Linked DNA regions of Gossypium hirsutum: region 2 is linked to region 1. The links are chromatin contacts, called in public Hi-C maps. All regions are on one chromosome and are shown on one strand. The core of a region is the stretch at or near the end of the contact, and the rest is flanking DNA. Distances in the headings are between cores, read along the strand shown.

Region 1 (6,637 bases), core at 1,271-3,770:
GAACTTTACACGCATGTACTCACACAGAGAGGATGAGAGCTGCAAACTTTAAATTTGGCCATCCATCATTTGATTCTGTTATAAGGTTAGTTCACCCGTTGATGTTAAAAGCAAAATACAAAATACCTTGTTAATTTTAATTGCTTAACTAGACCGTTTAGAAGAGATTGTCCTTTGTTAATGATGTTAGTTTCCGAAATTAGTTGTTGTTTATGAAATTATTATTACTATTATTATTATGTCACAACGGACTTGTCACACTGTGCTAATGCAAGATGGTCTGAAGGTAGAACATAGAAAATGATTTATTCTCTAAACTTAAATTAGAACCAATCTTATTATGTAACTCAAATTTAAGGATAAGTATTTGATGCTGGTACTCTCTAACTTTTTCTATATATTCAAAAACTGAGTACTCCAAATGATACCCTTTTGGACATAACCAAAAGTATTTTGGCACAAACTTTAGCTATCATCTCTAAATCAGTTACTCCAATCAATTCTTATAGGACAATGCGAAGTTTTAAGCTTTTCTTCACCGGTTCTCCCTAGAAAATATATACTAGTGTATAAGCGTTACTTGCCTTTTATTGATTGTCTGATTGGACGGAACCTTATGTTAATCAAGCTCTTAATAATTTGGGGTTTAGTTCGAAACTGGGTATTTGGATGATAAGACGTCCGTACGATTTTTACCTCCTATGCTGAAAATTTTTCCCACCAGCTTAACCCAGTGTTCTTGCATCATTGCCTCAATCTAACACTTGCTCTACATCCAAGAATGATGAATTCTAGGAAGCCCTACAATTAAGTTCATTGAATTTGCTCAACAATGTTCTACATGGATCACATATAGGCAGGGAAACAGGACCCTAACTTTGTCCCTTAGTTTTGTATGAGGTGGCTTAATCATCAAGCATGCAAACACTTAATCAACTTCTGCTGTATAAATATTTGTTTTTCATGAAAGGTAAAGCTTGCATGAATCACACGTGCAAGTAGGAAATACTAATTAATTTTGTTAAACTATTTATTGTTTCTTTGTCCTAAAGTCAAAAGAAACTTTTTCTGATGTTTCTCCATTAATTTAGTGGAAAATCACTAATCATGGCACAATCTAAGCAAACAATTACATTACAATGGGAGACTTTTAGCGTTTTTGCATTACTCCATTGAGAATGAAAGAGTGACAAACAAACATTTCAAACTGTACATACAGAGAAAAGGGGGAAAAGCATTAAATGAGGACAAAGAAAGCAAAATATAGGACATCAAATTTCTTTTTTCTTTTTCCTTTTTTATCAAAGCCTCCGATGGCAATGAAAACAAATGAAGCCATCAACAAGTTGAAGATGCAGCCTCTCATAGGGCACCATTGGAAATTGGTGTACCCCTCTTGATGGTGTCCATATGTGTAGTTTCATACACAGGCAAACCACCACTGGAGTAAATGCCTAAATCGTAGTTTTGCAGCTCGAACAGATCAGAGCTTGAATCACTATCTGCACCATCATCAGTCTCATTGAACGTCCTGATTTCTTTCTCCTCTGATGGATACCGATTACCACAATTCCTACCCTTCTCCTGATGACAAACATCGAGGTTCTTGTGTTTCTCTGAGTGGCCATTATTGAACTTCAGTTTCTCTGTTATATTCCTTTTGTCATCAGTGGCAGCATTTTCTAAAGCTATTGGTTTTGTCTGTCCAATGTTGTTCTTGGACAGAGATAAAACCTCTCTATGATCCGAATAGCTGCTAAACTCCCTGTAGCTTTTCGTAGGAGTATGTGCATAAAGAGGCGGCGTCCTGAAACCAGAGCTTGAGGCAGAATAAAGCGACTTCGTTTCAGCTGTACTAGAGCTACGAAAATGGCTAATACTGCTCCTCCTTTTCCTTCTCCCACTAGGACTCTCTTCTTCACCTTTCATGGACTGTGTGGTGGATTTTGATTTCTTCTTGGAACCTGTTTGATTGAAAAGAGAGTTCAAGAAGCTAGCAAGTCTTCCACCAGGAGAGCTTGGCTGCTTGTATTTCTTATCCTTAATTTGCTTGTCCACCACATGAACTTGCTGGGGAAGAGGGTTCCTCATGGGTACATCCAAGCTGACCCTGCCTCCCCTCCATGGCTGCCTCTCTTCCCGCATGATTTTCTGAGTGAATGTCGCACAGTTATAGCTAGATGCTTCATTGTACCCCGAGAAATACCGTGCAGCTTCGAATACATCGAGCTCACCGGAGTCATTCCTTCGATGGAATGACTTCTTCAACATTCTGTCAGGGTCTGAAACTCCTGTTACAGACATGGTAGGCTTCTTCAATGGAGAGATGGATGATGGAAGTGGTGAGATTGTATAGAGAGGCAAAGGGTTTGAAATGATTAAGAATTGAGAGTAGTGGGAAGGGATAGCTTTAAAATATGTTCGTAATAACAATGAATTGGACTGTCTAATAATATAATATGATGAAGAGTGAATTTGGATTTTGAAGGAGACCCCACATTTGATGTTCTTTAGTTTTAATACAAGTGAAGTGGGGTAGAAGGGACACAAGCTTCTTTTTTTTTATCCTTCTCATACTGTGAAAACCAGAGCTAGTGTTCTGGATAGTGGGGGGCAAAGAATTGGTGTTTCCTTGGATTCTAGGGACTGTACTCTATTTTAGTGGGAACTGGCTTTTTTGAGTGGTTGTTGGCTATGGTTCCATGTCGCCTACTTGGGGAAAACTGTAAACTTGTTAACCCTATCTGTATACGATTACAACCTTAACAGGTTTATAGAATTTGGCAGATCCCAACTTTTCTCCTACAGAAGTCCACTTGAAGAGATTGGATATCAACTCAGTTAAATCCGATTTCAAACTGCTGAGTTCTTTCATTATTAGGGGCTTGCTAAGTCACCTTCGGCTGAACAATGGCCCAGAAACATCTGGCTGCCCCCTCTTTGGGGCAGCTTTGGGGCTTATTGAACCTTCGAGCTGCTCGAGCTAGCAACAAAATTTACTAGTTTACTATCTATGATTGATTGGGAGTGAACTCCAATAGAAATCTTGGGTCAGTGAATATCCATTATAGTGTATATATAATTTGGCCTGTATATTAAAACAAAATCCTCATTTCATCCTGTTGGGGGCATCCAGCATGTGCATGTGTGGGTTGTATGTACAAAGCCAAGACTCACGTGTGATATAAATGGCGAATCGGAAGGCAGCACGTTGCTTTTCATGATATTACATTTTCAGCTTTTGATGGATCTACTTATAAGATCCACCATAGGCCAAGATTTTGAGTTTGATGATCATGACAGTTGCATCTAGATCACTAGGGTCTTTCTCTCTCTCTCTAGTCAATTTATGGCTATGCATTTCAATGATGTTGGAAAAAAAAATCAACATGCAGTGGTCCTTCCAATTCCTTCTTCTAACACGAATGCAGCAAAATCAACCTCAACCTTTGGGGCTGTGAGTTAGAGGAGACTCTTCACTGTCTTTGTCTTGAGCAAATCCATGCACGATCTTGTAGGGCTTACCTTTTGATAACTTTAGCCACCTAAAATTTGTGAGTAAAATACTCGATTTAGTGCATTTACATAATTTTCTATATAAATTAAATGAATGATTAATGAATTTATACGTGAATTTAAATATATAAATGGTGATTTATACATGTATTCATATGATTCATTGAATTGTTTTTGGTTAAAGATTGAATCATGATCATTAACTTGAATATAAACATATTCTAAATCTCCCATTATGATAAGCGAAGAGTTGGGTAGTGTCTTCATCCCCTCAGGCCGAAGTTTCACATGATATCTTGTATGGACTCATGTTTGATGTCGGGTAGCTTTCTTTAGTTATGCACCATGCATTCCTAAAGTTATCTTGCCTGGTCATGTTTGTTTAGTGAGTCCCATCTCATCTTACCCTTACTGCCTTTTATTTTCCCCCATTTTTAAAGCTCTTTTGTTGTATAGTGTAGACTAAACGAAGGGATTTTTTTTCCCAAGTTAATAATGTAAGTTGTAAAGCTAATGAATAGGTAGCCCTTTTGTCTAGATATTGCGAGGACTTTAGTCCAACACTGTTTGAGCCGATTTTATCTTACCTTTACAGCCCATCCAAGGTCCTTGTTGAGGGAACAAAGGCCCAATGCAAGACCCCACAAAAACCAAAATATTGTGTCTTTTATTTTATGCAAGACAGTGGAAGGAATTTTGATCCCCAATTATCCCAGAGTCTATACTGCTGGCATGCAATGCCTTTGTATTGGCCATAAATCTTATTGCCAGTATCCAATGGGATGGATACTCTCAAACTCAATCCCAATCTTAATTGGAGTCATCAAACACATGGCAGCTTTATCTAAGAGATTATCTTGTGGATATAGTTTGATGTATAAAACTATATGTCTATACACAGTTACTTGGAAAAAAAATTATTATTATTCTTTTTATAAAAATGAGTTCCTTTTAGAGGTTATAAAATCAAATATTCATTGCTAATAGTAATGTTTTTGGGGTACCACCATAAGTGTCAGAGACCATGAATGGCGGCATGCTAATTTGTACAATATTCCCCTTTGCTATCATGGATAAATGTAATATATCGAAAGATAAGATAATATGTGTTTAAGTATACTTAAATTTACGTTTTTTTAATAGTAATGTTTATATAGAAAAATAATATGTGTTCAAGAGCTTGAATCTAGATTCTTCTTGTTGTAACAATAATGGCACCATTAAATTAAGACTTAATCATTTATAGTTATTCTCAAAAAAAAAATTACTAATAATTAAAGTTGTCAAAATCAAATTGAATTAGTCAATAGAACTAATTGAATATATTGGGAATCAAACGTCAAACTAGTGCCATATAATCAGAAGTAAGTCCAAACTATTTTTAACCATAAAACGAAAAAAAAAAGATAAAGAACCTAAAAATCGGTTAAAATTGAATTATTTTTATTTTTCAAAAAATTTGGATTTATTTTCATTTGGCTTTTTAAATTTTTAAATATAGGAAATGAAAACTATTTTCTCAAATTGAAATTTTAGATTTTAAAATCTATTTTAAAATTTGGAATTTTTAAAATTCAAGATTGATTAAAATAACATGAGAATTTTTTTCTCTCTTTTTTCACACTGTCTTCAAAACTCAAACAATAAATAAATAATTTTACTTATAACATATCATCAACGAAACTCAAGGTTTTTAGAATTGAACCGATGGGTGAGCCAATAAAACTATCGGTTCTCAGTTCAACTAATTCGATTGAATAAATTATAAATAATAAAAATAGATAAAAATCAGTTGAATGAGTAGATCACCGTTTTGATCAGTACAACCAACCTGACCCCTTATTTTGGATTGATACCTCAATTGATTCCCATCTAATCAACTTGACCAACAAATCTGGTTTGATTCTAAAAATAGTGACGAAATTTTATGCATTTAATTTAATAGTGTAAATATTCAAATTTTCATTTATACCATAATTTATAGAATTTCAATTTATAAACTTCTAACTTTTAATTTATATCAAAGTAAGTTCACTTATTTAAGTACAAATCAAACTTATATGTTTTCATTCAAGTGCAAACAAAGTATAAATAACTTGTATAAATAATATAATAAAATTGAGAGTTATTTTAAAATATTTTAACCTAAAAATTTATAAAAAAAAATAAAAATTGAAAGTTACATTTTGTTGGTGAAGGCATAATTCAAAAAAAAAATTCTTTGAAAGAAAAAGTAAAAGCAATTAGTTTTATCCAAAATTGTTCATAATAAAGTGTGAAAGGCATTTTTTTCATTTACAATCAAATTTTTTAGAATCGAACTGATTTATCGATGAGGTTGATCAGTTCAACTAGTTCTATTAAATAAATCATTAAAAAAATTATGATTCAATTGATTTAACTGTCTGATCAATTATTTTTTTCCCAAATTCAACTAGTCTAATGCCTTTTTTCATATGAGTACCCCTATTAGTTCTTTGTCCAACTAGTTGATCCAGTTCGATTTAAACAACTATGTTCAAAATCCTCCAAAATAATTAAATTTAAAAAAATTAAGGCTTACAACGAATTTGAAATCCAAATCTAAACTTTAATTATCTAGATAATAAAATTAAATTATTCCAAAATCTTGAATTTCATATATTATAATTTAAAAATAATTTATAATTAATAGGATAGTAAGAAGTAGGGTTTGATATTAGCGATGGTATCGAGGGAATCAGGATTAGAATTGCATAACTGTTTTCTCACAGCAATCCTAGGCAATAGACACATCTGAACCGAGAATCTTGTTTCACGACCAAGAAATCGAACATGATAGTAGAGGAAACAAATCAACTGAACCTGGATGCAAAGGGAGATCAGTCATGTCCCAATTCGAGATGTCTGTCCAAAATTTCTTCAACGTGCCTAAAACCCCAAGATTGATTTGATTTGATAAAAAATAATTTCTTAAATTATTATATTAATATAAGAAAACATAAATTTGAATATGTTAAAGTGTATTATAATTAATATATAACATAATTAAAAGATAAAATAAAAATTTAATTTAATATATATTTAAATGTGAATGAGATAATTTTATAGTTAAAATTAGTTACATTGGTTGAATTATATA
Region 2 (6,637 bases), core at 2,665-5,164, 400 kb after region 1:
TTTTTGAGTTTTTGGTTTGTCTTGGTATTTCTTTCCTATTTATAATAATTCTCGTGTCTCTCCCTACAAATATAACTATCCAAATAGATAGTCACATCTTTTAATAATAAACATAATTATTCAATAGATATATATATTTGAATAATTGTTTCTCTTTGTTAATAATAACCTAACATAATTTTTTATATTTAAAAGACATAACTTTTAATTAATAACAAAATAATCCTTCCAAAATATTTCATCATATACATTAATCATCCATATATATATTAAATACTAAAAAGAACCATTAAACGCACGAGTTTCAAATAATTTCTCTCTTTGGTCAAGCTTGCAGTAACAGTTTGATGTATGTCCATAATGACCCAAACCAAAACTAGATAAATAGCGAGAAGAGAAGCATTGTTATTATATTCAGCCAATTTTCAGGCAGCAAAGCATCCGAGATGCCACGAATAGATAGGGTCGAGATCCATAGTGAGGTTAACTTCATTCCTCCTAACTTCTGTTGCTTCTTACTGGTATATGCCACTGCATTCATTGTAAAAAAACTAGTTTACTTACAGCTTCTTATTCTGATCGCTACTTTATGGACAATACTAAAATCAACCTAGCTGATCAGTCTTCATCCGCCTACTTTATAAGAGACAAGATACAACTCATTGGCTAACAACTGAAATAATTAACTAATACTAATAATCACCTTAGAGACAAGTTACCCTATTATCCGAATTCCAAGGTCCTATATCCTATATAAATGAGTCGTCCATAAATGTCAAACCTTTTCTTTTTAAAAATAAAAACGTCCCATGAGATTAGGGTTTTTACATAGTAATAATAATAATAGAATGAATTACAAATTACTTATCAAAATAACATGTTTTGTAGTGTTGCATATGGAATGGACAACACCAATAAAAATTTACCTCAATAATTAAATAATTATAATAAAATAAATAAAAATATATTACAACATGGGGTGTCACATAACTTTTTTTTTATTAATTTTATTATAAGTTTTAATAATTATGTAATGATTGAGGTATATTTTTATCGTTATCAACTCCATATGTAATACTGCAATAAGCTATAGAAAACATGCCATTTTACTCATGCTATTTTCATAATTTTTTTGTAAAAAAACCGGAAGGTATTAAGCCCCAACTACTATGAGACAAATGGTCACGAATACTTAAAACATGAGAAATGAACCTGGCCATTGTTTTAAAAAAGAAAAACCCTCCAAAAATGGGATATGGACTAAACAAAATGAAGGTTCATATCAGAATTCAAATGTACTTTAAAGGACGCAAAAATGGTCATAATCTGTGTTTATAAGAGTTTACTTCCTAAACGATTATAGTTAGATGAAGCATTACAGGAGTGATAAGGGATGTGTTACCCAATGTTCAAAGAGGGATGTGGGTGTGGCAGCACGAAGGATGATGTGTTGAGGCCATTGTCTTGTTGCCCCCACTGAGATTGCCGTGCACCTGTCTTCTCCCTCTCTTTGATCTACATGCAAAAACAGGCTATAAAGTAATAAGTATTTACCAGCTGTAGGAAGGAACTCTATACATATTCATTGATGATGAACATGGAAATAAGGGTAAATCACACCTGATTTGCTAGCATTGCGTTTTGCTCCTTTATTGCCTTTTCCTGCCATAGACCACTATTAGAGATGACGCATGAAAAAGGGTTTTCATTTTTCTCAATGATTATGAACGAGTCATTATGTTTTCAAAAGCCTTTACCTTTCTTTGAAGCTCGGATATTGACTCATTCAAGAGTTGGTTCTGCAATAGAGATACAATCGCATCACTATAACACAACAAGAAACAGTTGTGGCTATATGCTATAATTGGAAAAAAAATGACAATAAAAAACTAAAGCATACTTTTCTGGCTCGAATGTGTTTAAGAGCGGTATCAAGCTGCTGCTCCAAATTCTGCAGCTCCTTGAGACTCAATGGGTCTAAATCTTCTCCCATGTAGTGCCTGGAGAGACGTAAGAAACTGATCAAACTAATGACTTAACATAATACCCTAAAAGGAACTTGTAGGTGTAAAGGAAGGATAGCATCTCTCTTTCATTATGTAGATATTTAGCAAATGCAATTAATTTGAAATATTTACCTGTGATTTTTCTGCAAGAGCTCAACCTTAGCCTTAAGTCTATTATACTCAACGGACCATTCGCCCTGCCAAGTTTGCAATTTTGCCAATTGTTTAATTCACCTCATTCCTTTTGAAAACTTAAAAGCTACGAAAGCACGTACACCCCAAGCCTCTTTTGTTGTCTAAATTCAATTGCTAACAGTGAAAAAAGGTCTACCTGTGATTCAGGCTCAGTAGCAACAAGATGCCTCTCAGCGTAATAATGCCTTTCATAGCGTTCAAGGATCTTCTCCATGCTGTTATAGGATAGACAAGTCAGGATCATGTACAATATTTTCATTTCCCTAGTAATCTTTCTGTACCTCTATTATACTAGTTAAAGGCCTAAACCTAAACCGACGTCTTTTTGATGCCATAATTAAATAAAGAATATATTAAATAAAGTAGACAAATTCTCACCTCTGTTTGTTTATTATTCCTAGTTTTCATGGTTTTACAAAAAAATTTCACCAAGAACTAAGTCTTAAGAACTTATGAGCCATATACCTTGAAATCTGTTCTACTTATCAGTAAATATTTTGGTGATTGCAAAATATATTCAAGATTCATAAATAGTTTTTCTTTTCCATCTTTTTTTTGTATTTTTTGGTTAAAGCACTTAAAATATATATACCATCGAAATGTATAATTCTGGATATCAAAGTTTGTAGTCAGTAGTTGCGGTTCTCCTCCGTAAAGAATCTTCAATATTTTAAAGTATAAAATCTAAAGATTCCTCTCTTTCTCCCCTCAAACGCTCCTTTTCAAGCTAAAATAGTTCTTAGATAGTGTTCAAAAAAGCCAGAGGATTTTTAGGTTTTTAGAGCTGCTGAGGTAGAAGAGATAGAGAAAAGTATAGCTTCTAGGGAATATATATATACATATACAATTGACTTTTATTTTATCAGAACAAATATTCTATAAAAAAGTTTCACCAAAAATTATGGACATAAAGCATAAGTTTCCCAGGATTTTACTTTTTCGATAGCCAAGTACTTTTCATTTCAAAGTTTTTATTATGGATTCATATTTAATAAATGAACTATGAATAATTCTAACCATCTGTTTTACTAACTATATATATTATTTATTGGTGTAATAATTTAGTACATAAAAGGACATGTTTTGGATTTGTACCTAATTGAGAAAGTTAGACCTTCAGATTAGAAGCTAAGAAGGAAAAAAAAAAGAGAGCAAATTTCTCTTCTTTTGTTTTTCCCATGTGTGAATTAACTTACATAGCCAATACTCCCCAAAACAGTTTTCTATTCGTTTGTTATTTCGTCCCTGAAATAGTGGAACAGTTATAATACTGATGTAATAATTGTGACGTTTAAAGGCGTCCTTTTGGCGAATCTGTTATGTCTTAATTCACATGTTACAAGTCAATAACTTAATTGTTTTGGAGTCAAAATATCCTGGAAAGTAGTAAAATAAAAGAAGGCTCTCCTTTTTTCTCTTACAAAGGAAACCTGTAAGAAAACATGTATCTTCAAAAGTTTATGGAGAATTACAAGTAGTAATGAGATGTTGCACCAAATTGAAGGTTAAAGAAAGAGAAAAAGAAATACCAGGAATCAGTGGAGTATTCATAGAGCTTCCATTTATGAGAGAAGACAATCAAAGCGACTTCAGCATCGCATAAGACAGAGAGTTCATGAGCTTTCTTGAACAACCCACTTCTCCTTTTGGAGAAAGTAACTTGCCTGTTAATCTTGTTCTCTATCCTCTTCAATTCAACCCTACCTCTCCCCATCTCTTTGAAAGCAAAGCACCCAAAATTCACAGCTTGGGGTTTCCTCTCTTGGTAAATGCGACTGAGAAAGATGAGATGTATATAGGAATGGAAATACGGAGAAATAGAAGTGGTTTTAGGGAAAGTGAGGTAAGTGGTATTTTAAGAATTAGCTGTCGAGTAGTCATTGGCTACTCTAACTGTTCTCTCGCTATAAAGGGTTATAGTTATAGATGCTAAAACCGTGTACAGAACCCTGTACAGGGACCCCCACCCCCTCACCCTCGAAACATCATCCACCTCCCTGCTGATGCCAGACTTCTTTTATCCCCCTTAAAAAATGCCACTAATTTTAAAGCGATTTGAATTCGCATGAAATAGCATTAATTATTTCGTTAAAAGATATTATGACTAAAGAATAATTTACTCTACTTCAAAATAAACGAATTTATTTATCCTTTCAAGAAAGCAAATATGAACCGTTATATCTTGCCCGGTTATTAATGTTATAAGAAAAGCAAATTTTTTTTTACCACGTATGTATTACATAGTTAATTATAAAATAAGGTTTAAAGATAAATTTGATCACTAATATTTATATGTTTTGTCAAAATAGATTTAATTGTATTTTTGAATCTTTTTTGACCATCAACTTTTTTTTTTAGAATTTAGCCTTTTTTAACTGTTTTAACGGTTAATAGGGATGATGTGAAATTTCATATGTAGAATATTTTTAATAAGATGTAATTTATTACTTAGATAACCTAATACAATAATTACATGTAGAAAATAATAAAATAAATAATACATTAAATTTAAAAATAACTATTAATTTAAAAAAAATAAACGTAATTATCCAAAAAAATTTAACTCAGTAGAAAAACTTCTCAATAAATAAACGTATGAAAGATTGAAACCTTTTGAAAGAAAAAAAAATATTGAAACATTGAATTTATTCATTAAATCTGTTAGAAAAAACATATTGAAAAAAAATAAAGGTTAATGGCAAAAAAAAGCTCAAAAATACAATTAGGACTATTTTGAAAAAACATGCAAACCTTAGTGGCCAAATTTATCATTAAGCCAAAAAATAAAGAATAACTAAAACAAATTTAAATTTGAAATTAGAAAGATGAGTAATAATTCTTTTTAAAAAATCAGAGATTTTCAAAACAAGAGAAAATTTGTCCTTCTCTTAGCTAAAAATAAATCATAGGAATGGCTAAATATTACTAATTGGGTTTAAACTTTGGAAATGACATTATTGGAAGGCATAGTCATAAATATGGAATATGAACCGTTAAATGGAGATAAGAGATATAAAAAGAAAATGACATTAATTATTTTAATTATTTTTGTTAATAAAAGATAACATAGCAAATTATATATATTTATATAATATATATAAGCATAAGCTTGGAGAAAATTTTGAATCACCAAGAATATCCTTTATTATTCATTATATTACTAAAGTAACAATATATAAAAACAAAGTTGTTGTTGTTTTTTTTTTAAATAGAGATTTTATTCAACTTTAATTATTAGTAATAAATATTATTTTAAATTAATTATTATTTAAATAGTGTTACAATTATATACTAATTAAAATTAAAAATCTAATTAACCTATGCTCAATACAAACTGGTTATGAAGGTCATTGCAAATCAGTTCAATGTTGTCTTTCTAAAGATTATTGCTCTTGAGTAGGCCGACTTTGTAGCAGGCAGGAATATTATTGATAACATTATTATTGCGTAGGAGGTTATCCACTCAATAAGGAGTAAGCAAAAGAATAGGAGATGGATGGCTATCAAAATTGATCTAGAGCAAGCATATGATCGTGTGCATTGGGAGTTCATTGACGCCTCTCTCCAGGCTGCAGGTATTCCTAATCTTCTCCGTAATGTCATTATGTCAGCTAATTCGAGTTCTACAATGTAGATCCTATGAAATGGGGTTCCAACTTAGAAATTCTGACCAGCAAAGAGTGTTTTCCAAGGATGTCCACTGTCCTTGTAATAGCCCGATTTCTGGCCTAATCAGAACAGTGGTTTCAGAACCAAAAATTTGAGGTTAGAGAAATTATTTTAATATTATTTTATGTGTTATAGCATGATTATATGAGTGTTTGAAATTTTTGGTGAATTAATTTCAGTGATTGCATGCTTAATTTTGAAAAAGGACTAAATCGCATAAAGTGCAAAATTTTTTTTCTATTAGCTAAAGGTGTCAAATAGATATGGAACATTAAATTAGAAGTCTTTATTGAGTAAATAGACCACAGATTTGTTATTGGCTAAACATGGAGACAAAGAAACTGTAAGGTCAAAGTTAGGTGAAATTTGGTGACTAATTTGACTAGAAATATAATAAAATAAGGAGAAGCTTTCATATTTTTCATTCTCTCTTTCTTCTCGACCAATTTTCTCCAATAAAGAAGGCCATGGGAGCTTGAAATTTTTAGAAACTTTAGACTCTTGCAAGTAAGTGATTTTGATGGTCCTTCTTGATGATTTTTGTACTTTTAGGGCCCTTGTAGCTTAAGTTAACTAATGGGAGGACTATTTTGCAAAATGGTTGAGAGTCTAGAGTTTTGCCATGAGAGTACTCATGTTGGTTGCTGAATTTTTATAGAAGAAAATGAATCATGGTTGTTAAATAAACAACTTTAATGAAAGGGGTTTTCATGAAAACACCTAAAAGGGACAATTTTGTAAAAGTTACAAAATAAGTAGTAAAGGTG

The links. Hi-C and Micro-C count contacts between places; a contact is called where the count stands out from the background.
Region 2: a contact with region 1 is called in a Hi-C map of hypocotyl, with 2.6 times the contacts expected there. The contact joins the promoter of LOC107887379 here to the promoter of LOC107887398 in region 1. A contact is called at or near these places in 4 of 34 Hi-C or Micro-C datasets (callus, hypocotyl and leaf).

Annotation. Positions count from the first base shown.
Region 1 is chrA03:69,653,183-69,659,819 of Gossypium_hirsutum_v2.1, forward strand. It overlaps LOC107887398 (protein BIG GRAIN 1-like E), which reads right to left and starts at 2,521. Exons shown (of 1, transcript XM_016811625.2): 1 at 1,149-2,521. The coding sequence starts at 2,304. The coding sequence ends at 1,363.
Region 2 is chrA03:70,048,636-70,055,272 of Gossypium_hirsutum_v2.1, forward strand. It overlaps LOC107887379 (truncated transcription factor CAULIFLOWER A-like), which reads right to left and starts at 3,915. Exons shown (of 7, transcript NM_001326740.1): 1 at 3,731-3,915; 2 at 2,338-2,416; 3 at 2,139-2,203; 4 at 1,901-2,000; 5 at 1,758-1,799; 6 at 1,621-1,662; 7 at 1,399-1,515. The coding sequence starts at 3,915. The coding sequence ends at 1,399.